Regions from separate parts of the Mus musculus genome. Here all the other regions are linked to region 1. A link is a contact called in public Hi-C and HiChIP or PLAC-seq data. All regions are on one chromosome and are shown on one strand. Each heading gives the region's core, a stretch centred on a gene start, on an enhancer-like site or on the middle of the called end of the contact. The rest is flanking DNA. Distances are from core to core; before and after follow the strand shown. Region 1 holds the start of Cr2 (complement receptor 2). Region 2 has its middle 56 kb from the start of Cr2. Region 3 has its middle 35 kb from the start of Cr2.

Region 1 (3,905 bases), core at 694-3,193:
TTCCAGGCCACAGTACAGAATTTCCAGAGATTGGTTTCTCCTCCAATCAGAAAGTGAAAGAGAGCAGGTAAAAAGGCACTGCTGTCAAACCTGATGACCAATCCAGTTTAATCCCTGGAACCCACGTGGAAAAAGCAGAGAACGAACTCCTATGAGTTGTCTTCTGACCTCCAAGCACATGCCATTGAATGAACACACTTCCCACAAATGATAAACAAATAAACACATTTAATGATTTTTCAAAGAAAAAGAAAGGCTAGCCTACAAGCTATTACATGATAGGAATTTTCATGAGTCTCTTTTCTCTCTTTACATCTTTCTAGGATCTGGAGTGAAGATCGGAGTAGTGACTAACACTGAAAATTCTTCTGGAGGACAGGGAGAGATTAACTATTTAGATGTAAAAGGCTTTACACGGATGATTTAGAAATCATTTAGAAGTAGATGGAGGATTTATATGTAGAATAAAAACAAATCTGAAAAGTTGGTCAGAAGACAGGAAGTAGGGAAATCATTATTGAGAATTATCATCAAATGCCTTAATACTGGGTTTCCTGGCTATCTGATGGATATGGATGATTTTTTTTAAAAATGAGAGTCATGTATGTTAACCAAAGTATTGTACTGAGCATAAAATATTCATCAGTGAACATGAAATAAGGTCCAGCCATCCCTAGAATTGATTTTCCAGTAGAAATTGTAGCAGAACTAATACATAATATTCAGACCCTATAACAACCAGATCCATCCTTAGCTGCTAACGGCTACCTTAGTGTCAACAGTCAAGTGCCAATTGACTTAATTTCTCTGACAGCTCCTGATTTCTTTCACCTTCATGGGATGTTAGCACAGCTCATTTCTGACTTTATATATGAAAAACTGAGGGTCAGGGCTCTAACCAACTTGCCAAATTCACGCAGCCATTGAGGTTTACTGTAAGTAACCTATGAATTTATTCACTATGAGAACAAGTTATACTGAGACTTGCCAAAATCCACTCAGCATTGAGGTTTTTGCAGTAAATGTCTTATACCTGATCCCTTCACTACCAGAATAAATGGTACTACTTTAAAAGCAAGCCAATCTGTGAAACAACAACAACAACACACACACATGCACACACACACACACACACACACACACACACACACACATACACACACACACCACTTACAGAGAACACTGAAGGAGAACCTACAGAAGCACACACCACTACAGAAGTCATAGTTTTAATTCATGTTCAACTTTAAAAACTAACTGAAGATAGTTTTTAAACATACTATCAAAGATAAAAAATCTGAGACCCACATTGGAGAATCAGGTGTTACTCTTTTTAAAAACCGAAGCAGTGGCTCCATGCCTAAGAGGCACATGCAGGTCTGTAATTCTTGAGCACAGATTGGGACACTACTGTGTGAGCTCTTGATGAATTCCCTGGAGACTGGAATCCAGGGAGAAGAGAGCAGACCCCCCCCACACACAAAAAACAACAACAACAACAACAACAACAACAACAACAACAAAAACAAAAACAATGCAGCAGTCACATTCCAAAGCGACCATAAGTGTCTCAGCCTTCTATGGTGATAATCCATCTCCCAGAAGAGGTGGGGACGTTCTGCATCAGGAGACAGAGGGATCTCCAAAGGTGTCAGGGACAGCCAAGTATCCAGCATTGGCCCCACATCCCTGGTTTGTCCTCTAGCCTTTGTGTAGGCACAGAAAGTTTCCCAGCCCTGGTGGAATTCCCGTATTTGAGCTCCCGTGCCCAGCTCACCAAGAACTCCTGGAGTGATGAGAGTGAAGAAAACCCAGAGCGAACCCAAGGATCCCATGTGTGCAGCAGTCCAATGGCAGGTTGCGCTCTGTGAGTTGTGAGCCTGTAGCAAGGAGAGGAAGAGGACGGGGCTGGCTGCCTGCGGGGCTGGCTGCCTGCGGCTGGCTGTAAGCAGTGGGGAGCAGACCCTTAAATAGCATCGGCTCCGCGCGGTGGCGCTGGGTACTGAAGATTTGTGAAGCACAACTGCAGGTGACTAGGGGCGGAAGAGGCAGAGAGGGGCGGTCCCCGGGAAGTCTGCTTTTGGTTCAGGCTGGGTTCTGCGACGCCTGGCTTTCCTATATTTTGTTGATTGAGCAGCCAAGTACATTAACTTTCTCGTTCCCACCCCCCTACATCTGAAACAAGAATTTCACAAAATAATACTCATGCCTACTGATCGTATGATATGCTAATTTACAGTATTGTATTCTTTAAACCTGTTTGGGGTTTTGTTCCAGTTAATTCAGTTTCAAACCCCATTAATGTAATCAACTCTCAGTTTGAGAAAACAGCTTATTTTACTTAAAGTGGAAATTCAGAAATAACACTGCCTGGCATTACAATCTTTTTACTCTAGTGTAAACAGTGAAATTTCAAATTTCTGTATAACTGTAAAGGGGTTTTCTAAATGTTAATATTTTAGAAATGTTATCTCTATATAATTATAAAGATATATAAAAGTATATATTTTGACTATACAATTGTGTTATGTAATTGTTATTTCTGACTTTTTAAATAAATTACAGACATTTATCTCTTCTTTAAGTATTTTAATGTGTATTTCCTAAAAATAAGGACAATATAACTATAGTAAAATGATCAATTACAAGACACTAATATTGGTAAGGTAGTTTTTCATAATTTTTTACTGTCTTCAAGTTTTGATGAATATCTCAATAATCTTTGTTACGGCATGATAAGAATAACAAAACTATCCACACTTCAGTGTTATATATTTAGTTTCCATGTCTCTTTCTTTAATTTGAAAAAGATCTTTGGGAGTAGGAGGTGTGTGTGTGTGCATGTGTGTGTGTGTGTGTGTGTGTGTGTGTGTGTGTGTGTGTGTGTGTGTTTTATGTGGTTTGCACGTGTACATGAAGATGTGTGGAGACTAGAAGCTAATATCAATGTCTTTCTTGCCAGCTTTCCACCCCCTTATTCGAGGCAAAGCCTTTCTCTGACCCTTAAACTTGCAGGTTATCTAAACTGGATGGTCAGTAAGTTCCATCTGCCTGTGTCAGGCTCTCTTGCACTAGGATTACAGGTAAATTGGCTGCAGCTTTTTACCTAGATTCTAGAAATCTGAATTCAAGCCCTTATGCTTGCTTGACAAATAGCTTTACAAACAGAGCCCTGTCAACCTCTTGGAATTTTGTTGTTTCTTTTGTTGTTAGTTTTTTATATCTTTGAACTACACATAGTTAGAGTATTTTCTAAAAATGGCTCTTAAATCATTTGTCTACTATACAGTACAGTAACAAATTACCCTATGATTAGTAGTGGATTAAGCGAGACTAAATAGTACCTTCCAGTTTGTACTATCATGATTTGGAGTCAATTTAGCTAGACTGGCAGTTTTTCATCTCCCCTGATATTATGGTCCAAATGAGAGCTTGCGCTACAGTCATCCAGTTGATTGGGACAGGAAAAGTCACACAGAAGACGCTCAGTTGCTGTTGACTGGATTCCTCATTTCTTCACCATGTGGTCACTGGGCTGCTGGGTAGCAGGAACTGAAAATTCTCACCTCATGGCAGCTAACTTCTTCTAGATCAAAAAAGATCTAAGCCAGAATGTCTTCCATAATCCCCAGCAGTCATAATACTTTGAGAATAATCTACTGATAACAAATATCAACCCTTCTCAGTGCCAGAGAGACACTATGCATGAATGGGAATACTGGGAGTCAGAGATGAAGGGGCACCATCATGAAGGCTGGTTACCAGCATCACTCAGTTTGGTTTGATATGTTTTTTCACAATTAGGTTGAAATTTTATATTTTGAGGTAGAGATATCATGGGATAGGTGCTATGTGCTTATCTGTAGGTACATGTTGCCTGATGGTCCTTTTTATTGGTAGTAGTA
Region 2 (3,905 bases), core at 864-3,363, 56 kb after region 1:
CTTTGTTGTACACTTATCCTGCTCCCATTGCTTTGTGTATTCAACTGTGGCAGGGAACTTGTCTAAAGTTCATGTCTTAATTCACCAAACAGAATGTCAATGACCCAGGTAAATGTCTCTTTCTGCCAGGTAGGATGCCAGTCTTCAAGGAGGTCTTGGGAACTTAAACTTTACTCAACCCCTACTCAAAATGGAAGCACTATTCCAAATAGTTTCTTATATTGTTTCAAGTATGCCTCTTATGTTGGGGTCCATCCCAGGAGCAGGTTTTAAAAGCAAAAACCATAAAAGGTTATACACAGGTGCAAGAAGTGCTGCTGGATGGTTGGCTCAGGTCCAAACTTATTGTAACTATACAAAGCAGCTCTACTGATTTCTATCATGACTGGTTTCCCAGGGCACAGAACCTAACAGAATATATAATCAACTTGGGCAGGCTTGTTGGTTAACTGGAGTTCAACATAGGTCAGGTTCTCTAAGATGGAGCCTGAACTCAAGACAGAATTAGTCTGGTCTCTCAATAGCATCCCAATGTATGTACCCTGGTGAAATTTATAGCTCTAGTTGTCTATCTTAAGAAAGAAAAGGAAAGTTAAAAAAACAAACAAACAAACAAACAAAAACCAAAAAACCCTGCAGTACAAAACACAGAAAACTTTTCTGATACAATCCAGCATGCCTTCATGATCAAAGTTCTACAGACAATATGACTATAGGGAACATGTCTCTATAAAATGAAAGCCAGAATATTTTTTGTTTTGTTTTGGCTCAATAGCCTCAAATTCACAGACATCAGCCTTTCTCTTCAACCACCCTGCCAAAACAAAACAAATCAAAATTTGTGCAATTGGTAGGTAGGATCTTTGAGTGTCAGTCCAGTCTGGTCTACAGAGTGAGTTTCAGGACAGAGAGTAATAGAGAGAGGCAGGGGGCGGGGAAGTGGCATCTTACAGACATCATCATCCTAAATTGAGAAAAACTTGAAGCAATTCAGCAGGAAACGGGATTTATGTCCATTGAATTCTTCCTGTTCTCCAAACATCATTGAAGGGTAAAATTGATGGCATCTGTTGATAGCATTGACCTAAAAAGCAAAGCAGCTCTCACTGTGACTGCTTAGTTCCACCTCTTTTCTCAGATCTTTTTGTTTGTTTACTAACTGGAGATGGTAGAGATGTATATGCCTTGACATAAGACAATAACTTGCAGGAGTTGGTTCTTTTCTTCCACCATGTGGAGCCCAGGGGCTGAACTCAGGTATGCAGGTTTATTAACAAATAACTTTATCCTCTGGGCCGTCTCACCAGGCTTTTTTAAAGTAGCATAGTCAGCTACTTTGGCTTTCAAAATATTGTCTGTAAAAATTAGTCTTACATTCTAATATTATTGTTTTAATATTTTTTCTTTTTTTCTATCGAAGATTTTTCTTTTTTATTCTATGTATATGAGTGGTCTATCTGCATCTACCCCTGCATGACAGAAGAGGGCATTAGAACTCACTATAGATGGTTGTAAGACACCTATAATGGAATTCTTGTGGCTTCTTGGAATTGAACTTAGGGTCTGGGGAAAAATAGCCAGCGCTCTTAACCACTGAACCATCTCTCTAACCCCATTACTTCTGTTCTTATCTGCCTGGCTGCTCTAGTTTATTTTCTCATGAATATTCTCCTGGCATAATAAAGTTTATCTTACAATCTGCACCCAGAAGGGACACACATCTATAATGACACGTTCATATTGAGTATCAATTACTGAAAATCAGAGTTTGGAACAGAAGGTTTTTTTCTGTTTGTATTTATTCTGGAAATATTTTTATAGAGTAGAATGTTCTGCTCCCCGATATTTACCTGCCTCTGCCCTCCTGCTTGAGTTCTTGGACTAATAGTGGGCCACCACCATGACAGGCAGATTCCTCTTGGTGTCCTATAACCACAACTGAGTTCCTATTAGTGCATATGGGATTAGCTTAGAGATTCAAGACATCTGACTTGGCTTATAGACTAAGTGCTTGTGGTGTGAGTGACTCAGGTTTCCTCCAGCTTTGGGACTTGGAGCCAGACAAGACAACTATGGGAGAAGATACAGCTCAAGTGCACTAAATACTTTCTTCCACAAGGTGGCACCCCACACCTTATATCCATATCCACATTTCTTCAGACAAGCACCTGATGATGTTTGTCCAGAAAAGGTCACATAAACAACACCCTTCTGTTTCCCTATTTACTGAGTGGTACCACTGAGTCCTACTAAGTGGAGACCACCCTTATAGACAGCACAGAACTGTGGTCAGGATGGAGAAATGTGACACTTTTAGTCCTGTCACTAGTATGAATTACAAGTTGACATTGTGCTCTATGCTATCATACAATACTGTATGGAAGGCTTTGGTTGATACTTACTAATATAAATGTATAAGAATAAAAAGGGCAGAGGTAAATCATTTTATCTGCAGATAGTATGATAACATTTATGAAAACCCCCAGAATATCAATGAAAAACGCTATTATCATCATTAAGGAAAATTTTCAAGCTGAATGACCATTAATTGTTATACATGAATTTTAGAAAAAAAATCGAACAAAAGCATGTTGCTGAATACTGAACAAAAATAACACATTTTTATTTTTAAAATTTATTTTTGTTTCACCCACTGTATTTGTTTCTATATTTTGTACAAAAGTGTGAACACATGAATGTCTCTATGGCAAGAACAAAGTAAAACTGTCCTGAGGCAAAAATAAATGATAGACAAGGATAAGCACAGAGGAAAGGAAGTAAAATAGTAAGGAAGTAGAGATATACAGCACATACTTATGTGAAAATTACACACTACACACACACACACACACACACACACACACACACACACACACACACGCATGCATGCCTGCATGCATGCATGCAATAGAAGCAAGGTACTCCACAGATAAAAGAACTTGCTGTATAGTATGATTACCTGAATTCAATCCCTGGGACCCATGGTGGAAACTAAGAACTGAAAATTGTGGCACATATGTGCACAGACACCCGCATATACACTGACAAAGAAAACTTTGAAAATCAATAAGCATTTGCAGTTGGAGGCATAAGCATCGAGACTTGGAGATGAGGTACCCCCAATGTTCAATTGCCTCCAAAAACCCCAGTCCCCAGCTCACAGGTTGGGCTAGGCTAATGTATCTTATTAAAGTGTATTCTATTAAAGACTTAAGATTTTTGTGTGTTTGTGTGTGTATGTAAGTATGCAAGACAGAGACCACAAAAATATTAGGTTAAAAAATATCAAATTGCTGGTCCTTTAGCTTAGTAGAAAGAAAGAAAGAAAAAGAGAAAGAGAGAGAAAGAAAGAGAGAGAGAAAGGGAGGGAGGGAGGAAGGAAGGAAGGAAAGAAGGAAGGAAGGAAGGAAGGAAGGAAGGAAGGAAGGAAGGAAGGAAGGAAGGAAGGAAGGAAGGAAGGAAGAGAAAGAAACGAATGAATGAACTAAAAAGAATAACGAGAAAAAGAAGAGATCTGAATTAAGGCACAAAGTGAAAGAAAATGGTCTGGGCATACCATACTTGAAGGAGGAAAGCACTCTAGACTTTTTGCCATTATGAACTTGTCTGACTTTGTGCCTGCTACCTCTAAAAGCACTTTTTGCCCTACCCACTGAGCCCAAGGCATAGCTGCTCCTCTTGTGTCCAGTGCAGGTCCCAAGCAAGGCAGCCGGTGGCAGAGCCAGGTTTCCTGCCAGCAAATAGGGTGAGTCTGGTGTGCATTGGAGACCTGGTGCTCTGTTGCAGCTTGAGCAGGAGCTCCTGAGTCTGAACAGCCACTGCCTCCATCTTTCCACTCTGGTCCTCATTTTCTTGGCTGTGAAACCCCCTACTGTAATGGAAATAGGAAAAATGCAAGCGGGCTC
Region 3 (3,905 bases), core at 376-2,875, 35 kb after region 1:
TAAATTATACATATTGGAATTCCCCCTTTAAAAAAAAAAAAAGGTTTCATGTCTCAAGTATATTACAGAAGCTGGAGAAACCTACCAAACTTAAAGGCATGAGGAACCATCAAAGAACATTTCAGTGAATAACTTACATGGACCAGAATGTATAATCAACAGCCTGTGTAAGTACTGGACTTCGATTCAGCCTTGTATGGATGGAGATGGAAAGCATAAGAAAGAAGTCCACTATCTAAATGGGAAGATTTAAATATGAACAAAATTAGCAGCTCCAGCTTTATCTTCTTGACTCAGGTCCTGGACCTCTGGGGCTGTTATCCTTATTGTCATCCTGTTGCTACATTCTCTCAAGGATCACAGCTCTGTACTGAATCTTACATCATCACTAGCACAAGGTTTGCTGATTTCTGAGCTTTTATCTGTCTGTTGCTCTCTCTGCTACTACAGTTCCAGAAAATTCTTGCTACCCTAGACTTGCTGACAAGGATGTCAATATCTTGCAGCTCAGGAGTCCACTGTGGTCTTTTTGAATTTTGTTCCTCTTCTGAGATCCAAAATTTGTCATTGAGTAGACAATGAGTCTAGTGTAGAGATCAGCTAACACACTTTTCTCAGTGGCCATACTTCTGCTTAGCTGTTATTTAATGTTGAAAACTAATTACTTCATATATGTTATGTTTGATTATTGTTTATGAAATTAGAGCAAGTCTTCTACTAATTATACAGCTGGATCTAAATTATCATATTTTTAGCTTTTAGAACTTCAATTTTGCTTTACAAAGATGTATGACTGGGGCTGGAGATATAGATCAGCAGTTAAGTACATTTGCTGTCCTTCTAGAGGACCTGAGTTTGGTTCCCAGAATTCATATCATATGGTTCACAACTGTTTGTAACTCTAGCTTCGGGGTTTCTGATGCCTCTGGTCTCCATGGGCTCTTGTCCCATTCAGATATTCACAGATACACATGCATATACCCATAACTAAAAGTAATAAAAATAAAGTATCTAAATCATGACTAACCATTTTCACTATGTCTTATTATTGTATAGTGGCTTTTATTTCTTTTTTAAACATTGGAAATATATTTAAGGAATTTGTTATTTTTCTATCACTTGTATTTCTTTTATTTCTCTAGATTTTTGCATCCCATTTCTCTCTCTTTTGTATTTCTTTGTCTTTGGGATTATAAAAGTTTACTATGAACTCATCCTTTATGGAGTTGTTTCCAGAAGATTAATGTATACATGTTTATAAAGGTATCTATGAGATAAAAACAGGTTTGGCTTTTTCACACTCCTAAGGATTTCAGTAAACTAAGAATTTATCATATGGAATTTTCCACAGACGGATCTGTAATGCAAATCATACAACACCTCCTGCAAGGTGTAGGGGTAAGCTTCTCATTTCTGTTTTCTTCCCCAGAACACATTCATTGACCTTCTTCTTCTCAGCATCAGTGGCTTAGTGAGTACAATGGTCTAGTTGCTATGGTATAGATTGGCTTTCATTTTAAAGAATTAATTTCTAAATTTAACTTTTCTTAAGACTTTAGACTTAAGCCTATGACCCTGGTACATGTTAAACTCTAGGCCTTGGGGAATTTACCTTATTCTATCTTTTTCATGGGTCACTGAGTTTAGGTTTTGCTCACTATACTGACTTTGAATATTTTATTTGTTTCTACCTAGGGATTTCCTTTGCTTCTTTCCAGTATTAGTTCTGTATTTAAAATTAATTTGAATTTATTATATTCAGTATCCTAATTATTTTGTGTGATTAAGGAAACTTCAAGAGTCAGCAAGTCTACCACAATATTCCTTTGACCTATGTTATAGGAGGCATTCTATTTGTCTTTTAAGTAAAACATTTTCTTGAATAATTTTTTACTTTTAGTGGATATGTTATCATGTTATCAGCCCATGCTTTGCTTTGCTTTTTCTTTTTCTCCTTTCTTTCTTTCTTTCTTTCTTTCTTTCTTTCTTTCTTTCTTTCTTTCTTTCTTTCTTTCTCTCTTTCTCTCTTTCCTTCTTTCTTTCCTCTTCTTTTTTTTTTTTTTTTTGGTTTTGGTTTTTCAAGACAGGGTTTCTCTGTGTAGCCCTGGTTGTCCTGGAACTCACTCTGTAGACCAGGCTGGCCTCCAACTCAGAAATTCACCTGCCTCTGCCTCCCAAGTGCTGGGATTAAAGGCGTGTGCCACCACTGCCGGGCAGCCCACACTTTTCTATCAAAAGAAACCAAAATGACAGAATATGAAGATTTTCACTGCTATGGATCATATTAATTTGTACTATCCAGGACTCCAAATAGAACAGCAATCAAATAGAAATTTTAAAGTATCCATGAGTTTTGCAGGCAAACAGATGGAACTAGAAAATACCATCCTGAGTGAGATAACTCAGACCCAAAAGAATATGCATGGTATGTGCTCACTAATAAGTGGATATTAGCCAAAAAATAGTACAGAATTCCCAGGATACAAACCAAAGAACTCAAGAAGGCTAACAAGCTGAAGGACCCAAGTGAAGGACCACTTGGGAGAGAGAAGAAAGCAATCACAAGGCAGGAGGGAGAGAGGGAGGGACCTGGGTGTGAAAGTCAACAGGAAGGGGAAAAGGGGAACATAATCAGGTGTTGGGGAGGTGGGAAACAGGACTGAAGCCCTGAGGACCAGCAGAAAGGCAACCTCGGGAGGTAGGAGGTAGGGGAATCCTCTAGAATGTAACAGAGACCTGGGAGATGTGAGATTCTCAGAACTCAAAGGGAAGGACCTTAGATGAAATGTCCTACAGTGGGGAGAGGGGACTTGTAGAGTCCACCTCCTGTAGAAAGACAGTGTATCAAGTGGAAGGATGGGGTTGCTACTCCACAGTCAAAAACTCTGATCCAGAATTGTTCCTGTCTGAAAGAACTGCAGGAACAAAAGTGGAGAAGAACCTGAGGAAAAGGAGGTCCAGTGACTGGACCCAAATTTGGATCCAGCCCAGAGGAAGGCCACAAGGCTTGACACTATTACTGATGTCCTGAATTCCCTCCTTGGTGGATTGTTTTCTGGGAGTTGCAAGACATACTAAACCCTTTTCTGGCCAAGTTTCTTTTAGTTATGATGTTCTTTAAGATCAACAGAAACGCCCTTCCGGTCCGAGCAGCACCGGGGTAGCTAGGGCGCAGAGTCAGCTGACAACCGCCAGCTACCCACAACACCCGCCACGCGATCTTAAGACTTCTGGTGAGTGGAACGCAGCATCTGCTCCAATCCAATCACTCGGGACCTAAGACTGCATTAGTCAGGGAAGCAGAAAACCCAGTCTGAGTAGGGGCACAAGCCCCTTCTGGTCCGAGCAGCACCGGGGTAGCCAGGGCCCAGAGTCGGCTGACAACCATCAGCTACCCACAACACCCGCCACGGCATTTTAAGACTTCTGAGGATAGGGATCTGCCCGGTGCGGGAGCGCTTTGCCTGAGCATCGGCAGCAGACATCTCGGTTCCGGGACCCCGCCTAGTGTATCCTGCAGAGGCAGCTGGCCATTTTCCCTGCAAGAGGAAAGGGATCTGCCCGGTCAAAGAATTAACCAAACGAGGAGTTGGTTCTTTGAGAAAATCAACAAAATAGATACACCCTTAGCTAGACTCACTAGAGGGCATAGGGACAACATCCTAATTAACAAAATCAGATATGAAAAGGGAGACATAACAACAGATCCTGGAGAAATCCAAAACACCATCAGATCCTTCTACAAAAGGCTATACTCAACAAAACTGGAAAACCTGGACGAAATGGACAAATTTCTAGACAGATACCAGGTACCAAAGTTAAATCAGGATCAAGTTAACAATCTAAACAGTCCCATATCCCCTAAAGAAATAGAAGCAGTCATTAATAGTCTCCCAGCCAAAAAA

The links. HiChIP or PLAC-seq counts read pairs in DNA pulled down with a chosen protein or histone mark. Hi-C and Micro-C count contacts between places; a contact is called where the count stands out from the background.
Region 2: a CTCF HiChIP or PLAC-seq map of pro-B cells shows a contact between it and region 1, with 3 times the contacts expected there. The contact joins the enhancer-like site here to the promoter of Cr2 in region 1. A contact is called at or near these places in 8 of 39 promoter capture datasets (the C10 cell line, the HPC-7 cell line, embryonic stem cells and 3 more), 2 of 15 datasets of contacts at CTCF or cohesin (large pre-B cells and pro-B cells), 12 of 484 Hi-C or Micro-C datasets (B cells, bone marrow-derived macrophages, conventional dendritic cells and 4 more) and 3 of 9 other capture datasets (adipose tissue, liver and pancreatic islet).
Region 3: a Hi-C map of B cells shows a contact between it and region 1, with 1.7 times the contacts expected there. The contact joins the enhancer-like site here to the promoter of Cr2 in region 1. A contact is called at or near these places in 14 of 39 promoter capture datasets (the 3T3-L1 cell line, 3T3-L1-derived adipocytes, the C10 cell line and 9 more), 1 of 15 datasets of contacts at CTCF or cohesin (large pre-B cells), 12 of 484 Hi-C or Micro-C datasets (the 63-12 cell line, B cells, CD4 T cells and 7 more), 1 of 115 datasets of contacts at active chromatin or transcription factors (embryonic stem cells) and 2 of 9 other capture datasets (adipose tissue and liver).

Annotation. Positions count from the first base shown.
Region 1 is chr1:195,174,776-195,178,680 of GRCm38.p6, forward strand. It overlaps Cr2 (complement receptor 2), which reads right to left and starts at 1,944. Exons shown (of 26, transcript NM_001368765.1): 1 at 1,778-1,944. The coding sequence starts at 1,835.
Region 2 is chr1:195,230,703-195,234,607 of GRCm38.p6, forward strand. No RefSeq gene overlaps it. Among named protein-coding and RNA genes, the nearest start is that of Cr2, 56 kb to the left of the region's middle. Within about 2 kb of position 2,114, at least 8 of the 459 cell types and tissues checked have an H3K27ac peak or open chromatin away from gene starts, as enhancers often do. A contact at or near this core is called in B cells and pro-B cells, where this site is marked.
Region 3 is chr1:195,209,791-195,213,695 of GRCm38.p6, forward strand. No RefSeq gene overlaps it. Among named protein-coding and RNA genes, the nearest start is that of Cr2, 35 kb to the left of the region's middle. Within about 2 kb of position 1,626, at least 5 of the 459 cell types and tissues checked have an H3K27ac peak or open chromatin away from gene starts, as enhancers often do. A contact at or near this core is called in B cells, where this site is marked.